Regions from separate parts of the Mus musculus genome. Here region 1 is linked to region 2. The links are chromatin contacts, called in public HiCAR-type maps. All regions are on one chromosome and are shown on one strand. The core of a region is the stretch at or near the end of the contact, and the rest is flanking DNA. Distances in the headings are between cores, read along the strand shown. Region 1 has its middle 11 kb from the start of Kcnj16. Region 2 has its middle 180 kb from the start of Kcnj16.

Region 1 (2,700 bases), core at 110-2,609, 170 kb before region 2:
ACTTACAGACTAATCCCTGTGGATGCTATCTCTCTCAGGAATACTGGTCATAGTCTATCCTCATCTGGCCTGTACTGTCTACTTTTGCTCCTGTGAAAATTGGGTCCCCAAAAACAGCCTTGTCCAACCAACTTGCTTGGGAGAGGTACTCCATGCGGCATTCCTGCGAACTCAGTTTGAAGTTTTCCAAAGACTTAAGCAAATGCCAATGTTATTATTGTCATTTCTCTTTAGGCTGCGGATAGAAAATATAGAGGAACCTTCACAGTACTGGCTGTGTGAAAAGTTACAAAACAAAATCTGAGTCACGGGTACTTAAACAAACATCCAAATCACAATTTTCTCTTTCTCTATAGAAGAACTATTTAGGAGAAAGTTTGATGTGTCCCCATGCAATTGGTCATGTGTTTCTTTTATTTTCCATTTTCATTTACTCTGTCCGTGTCCTTCCATTTTGTTTATCATCATAATGAAGATGGTTCATTGACTACTAATCAGATTCAGGTAGTTAGGAGAATTACTGAAAAAGGACTCCCCTTCAAAAAATTAAGCCAGAGGTCGGAAAAGGAGTGTTTCCATCTAATGTTACTTTACAACAAAGCTAGGCTTTATTACTTGATATTTATTATCAAATAAATAATAAGTAATATTATCACATTATTTGATATTTATTTTCTTTTTATTGTGTGCTTATGGGTGCTTTGCCCAACCATAAGGTAGATAGCTGTGAATTTTAGGTCAGCATGCTGCACCTAGCATATTCTAGCCAGCCAGAGCTACATAGTGTCATAGTCCTGTCTCAAAGGTGAAAATAAAAAAAAAAAAATAATAAAAAACATATGGGAGGAAGTTACAAAGCGTCAAAAAGGGTCAAAAGAGTGGGCGGCTATAAGATTGCTTAGCATTTGTGTGAAATCCTAAGAAGGACGACAAATTACTTTTTAAAATGTTAGATGAACATATGCTCACTGCACATGATGGTTAGTACATAGGACTGTAAGGCAGAATTCAAACCAGCCCCCCCCCCAAAAAAAAGAAAAAAGAAAAAGGACCCAGGGAAATACCGTCTTAGCGCTTCATTGACCTTAATTTCTTAAGTATTTGTGTCCAGTTCCAGTGAGCCAACAAGCAACAAGGATGATCTATTTTCCCCATCATCGAAGGCCTGTGAGAGAATAAACAGTGGTGGCTTTTCCTTTATCTCAGAGCTTTCAGGCTTGTAGAATTTTCTTTAAAGGGAGAAAAAAATTCCCTCAGAACAACTTCCCCATTCAGTCACGAAATCACTGCCATCAGCCTTTCTCCCAGTCCCCTTTGCACACAAGCAGCCAAAACAGGCTCAGCCCAGATTGCCTGCCCCATTTCACCAGCTCAGATTCTTTGACAGGGAGGGTTGTAAGTGATTACATTCTAAGTGGAGTCTAAAGGCTAAGTGCCCCAGCAAATGTTGGGGCAGCATTCTTTGGGCACAGTGAGCCAGCCGGCTGAGGTCAGGCAGAAGTAGCTTCGACCAGTTTCCCTCTCAAGGTCTTTTCCATGAAAGCAGCAGGGTAGATTGTAGCACTAGACCCAGAGGAACAGGAACAGGTGTTTCTAGTGTTAACACATCAGTGGTATCATATTCTCCTTTGTCATGAATATAATGTTAAGATTAGATTCAAATCAGTTAGAGCTGTGTGTTCTCTATAAATATTGGAGTAGTAAGTTTTCATCTCTTTATCTACACATAGATTTAATAAACAGAGATTAGAAAGAGTTGTTACTTGCAGTTGAAAGCCTAGTTTATGGATAAACATTTCCCCTCATTCCAAGCAAGTTAAACTTACTTAATAGTATGCCTTCAGGTTGTAGACTACCAAAGTCCTGGAAGCACGGTAGTTTTATGCTCCAGTAATTTGGACACTGTCTTCCCAAGTCACTTTAGAGTGCTACTGAATTGAATAACAAATTGATGTGGCAGGAGGGTCTTAAAGTGTTGTTTCTTGTCCAACAGTAGAAGCCAGAACAACAACAAAAACATAAAACTGCTCTTACTTCTGGTCATCACAAAACTACTACTTAAACAATACACAACTCAATTCCAAAACAAAAGTGTAGGCAACCAGTTGGTTTAGCTTACCACCTCCAGCTTATCTTTTGGAATACCTGAAATTAAGAGGGACATATAAGTCACATAACATGGTCCTTAGCAAACAGCACAAAGCCTGATGTGTGCTTGGCATTTAACAACCATTCTATGCCTTTGTAGATCCGGAAAGATAAGTCAGAAAGAAAAACAGACAGGCAGACAGACAGGCAGAGAGAGACAGAGAGAGAGAAAGAGAGAGAGAGACAGGAAGGAAGGAAGGAAGGAAGGAAGGAAGGAAGGAAGGAAGGAAGGAAGGAAGAGAAAGAATCAGAAGCATAAATTATTGGCTTGGTGTGTGTGTGTGTGTGTGTGTGTGTGTGTGTGTGTGTGTGTGTGTGTGTGTGTTTGCATTTACCCTGCACCACCATCAGATGCTAGGCTCAAGGAAAGCGCAGACACACTGCTCAGAAGGTGGGAAAATGCAGCCTAAGATGTGGGAGGCTGAAACCGTGGTTCCCTGACCAGCAGCTTCCAGACTCCACTCCCCACAGCCATTCTTGATGAGACTGTCCATGGTTCCAAACTGTTTATTGATTGTTCATTCTGAACAAGGGGTGCATGCCACCTCCTCA
Region 2 (2,700 bases), core at 5-2,504:
TTCAAAACTGTAATTTTGCTACCATTATGAATAATAATTATGTGAATATCTGATAGGCAGGATACCTGGTATGTGACCCCTGTGAAAAGGTCGCTTGACCCCAAAGAGGTTGTGACCCACAGGTTGAGACCCACCATCTTAGCCCCTTCTGCCAAATGAGGACACAGTGACAAGTGTGTGTGGTGAGGATGCTAGCCCGAAACAGACAAACTCTTGGTGACTACAAACTCTAAGAAAACAGTATGATTTTATATATTTATATCTTTATGTGTTATTGATTGATAGATTGATCTTGTGTGGGGGATGAACAGGTGTATTCAGGTGGAGGGAGTATGTCAAGTGTCAGGTACCTTCCTCAATCATTTCTAACACTGATATATTTTTTGGAAATCATCTCTTTTTGGAAGTGATCCCCCACATAAATTTTGAGACAGAGTCTTATGAGTTCTGGAGCTGTTTGAACTGAACTGGCTGGCCTGCAAGCATCCTAGGGTCAGCTTATATACTCCACTCCAATCCTGAGATTACAAAATGCATGTCACCTCATCTGGTAATTTACATGGCTACTGGGTACCAAAGCCAGGTCCTCATGTTGTACAGAAAGAACTTTACCAAGTTATCTCCCCAGCCCAGAATCTATCTTGTCTTTATGCCTGCATGTATGTGATATTACTATAGTACTTTGAGATGACCAAGATCTAAAACATTTGAGTGTTGTTCCCAAATTGGACCATTGCCCATTATGCTCCATCACTTCCCTCAATGCCTGCCTATGACTTCAGTCACAGAACATCCAGTTTCACATGAGTGACCTGGACTCAGCACTGCTTTAATGTGTCTCCATCGGGAAAAAAAATTAATAAAAAATAAAAATAAATTTAAAAAAGGAAGAAAAAGAACTCGTCAGTGGCCTCCCTAATGTAAGCCAGGGCTACTGAGAATTCTTTTCCTGAGAAGAGAGGAGTCCCAGGAGGCATGGCATTCTTTGGACTAATGTCAAGTAAGTGTAAATTGAACAGTGTTCATGTTTGGACCTCTGGAATCTCAGAGAACCATCAAGTTCCAAGAGGTCCAAGAACTCCTGAGTGAAGCCTGCATCATGGCTTGGTCCTGACCTCTGAGAGGGCAGGAGGGTTTCTGCCCTTGGCACGGAAGGGCAATTCTGCCACCACATTTCCCATCCTTGGACTTCATCGGAGCTTTGATTTGCAGGCCACGAGGGAGGTGCTTTTGGGCAGTTCCCACTGAGCTATTTTTAGAGCTTGGCATTTGAGTGGGAGAGAGAGTTAGCCAGCTAGCAATACCACCGCCCACTGCCGAGCTGGTCTCTACGCAAGCCCCGTAGTAAACTTAGGTCATTTCCTCTTGTGATCCTCCAAAACTAGGCAGCCCCAGAAACTCTGAAGACAGCAGATACAGAGGCTATTAACTGATGCCTTCGTCTTCCTCATGAAGTGACGTTTTCCTTTCTTCCCACTCACTTTCATCTCCAATACTCTGAAATCGAATTTCAAAACAATGTATGTGTCTTGACGGGAAAAAAATAACAAGCTAAGATTCTGGATCACATACACTGCATGTTTAATTTTTACCTAGATGTTAACAGTTTGCTTCTAACTCCTGCTGAAAAAGCTAATCTCAGCAAATGCCATTCTTCGACCTCGCGGCGCTCACATGCTCGAGTGTCCATAGTCCTCTGCAGAGGGTACAGAGGGTTATGAGGAGACACTTCCTCTCTTAGCCGTCCATGTTCTATGATACTGGTCATGGAAGGCCCCCCCCACCCCCCATCAAATGCCTTTCTCCAGGGTTGCCTTCATGAGTGTGCGTCCTGGAAGGCTGCCCAGAGCCTTGAACCTCAGAAGGTAAAACAGCAGAGAAAAATCAACTTAAAGTAAGGAAGATCGATCTAACCTCTCTTCTGCCCATGGTCAGGGGGTTTCCGTTCTTTCAGGAGCATAGATGTGGAGGTGAGACATCACGGCAAGAAGCTTGTGGCAAAACAAAGCCTCTCAGATTGTGATGCCCAGGAAGGAAATAAATAAATAAATAAATAAATAAATAAATAAATAAATAAGAAGAAAGAAGCAGGCTCCTAGGTGCTGATGTGTCCAGTGAGGACATACCCATAATGACCTGACTTCTGTCCTCCTGATCCTGTCTCCTAAAGGTTCCATTGTTTGCAAGTAAGACCATCAGCTGGTCCCCAGACTATGACAAGATAGACTTCTAGAGGGACAGACATCAAAGCCATCATTGTAGCCTTCATCGAGGCAAGATCTCCATTTTGATGATTCATGTGCTTCTGGGATGAGGGATGCCTCTCTCTCTCTCTCTCTGTCTCTCTGTCTCTCTGTCTCTCTGTCTCTCTCTCTCTCTCTCTCTCTCTCTCTCTCTCTCTCTCTCTCCCCCCCCCCATTGGCACTTCACATTGAACTCTCCTCATCGGTGTTTCCAATGGTACTGAAAACAAATAAAGGTGGGCTGTTGGAGCCTTCTCAGTGGCTCAAGTGCCTGCTGGATCACGGAAAGACACAGTCTCTAAAACTCAAGGTGGATAAAAGTGTTTGAAGTGCAACATCTTCATATCAGCCCCTGGCTGCTGTGCACAGCCACGTATATGCATCACACACAATTAACGATTAATTAGTTCAAAAGTGAAGATGGCAATTCTTAGCGCAAGTAAAGGAAGATCATGTT

What was found. HiCAR-type assays count read pairs that join an accessible place to other places.
Region 1: a HiCAR-type map of kidney shows a contact between it and region 2, with 2.2 times the contacts expected there. The contact joins two enhancer-like sites. A contact is called at or near these places in 1 of 115 datasets of contacts at active chromatin or transcription factors (kidney) and 1 of 9 other capture datasets (pancreatic islet).

What each region holds. Positions count from the first base shown.
Region 1 is chr11:110,984,895-110,987,594 of GRCm38.p6, reverse strand. It overlaps a transcript of Kcnj16 not described here. Among named protein-coding and RNA genes, the nearest start is that of Kcnj16, 11 kb to the left of the region's middle. Within about 2 kb of position 1,359, at least 15 of the 459 cell types and tissues checked have an H3K27ac peak or open chromatin away from gene starts, as enhancers often do. A contact at or near this core is called in kidney, where this site is marked.
Region 2 is chr11:110,813,910-110,816,609 of GRCm38.p6, reverse strand. No RefSeq gene overlaps it. Among named protein-coding and RNA genes, the nearest start is that of Kcnj16, 180 kb to the left of the region's middle. Within about 2 kb of position 1,254, at least 2 of the 459 cell types and tissues checked have an H3K27ac peak or open chromatin away from gene starts, as enhancers often do. A contact at or near this core is called in kidney, where this site is marked.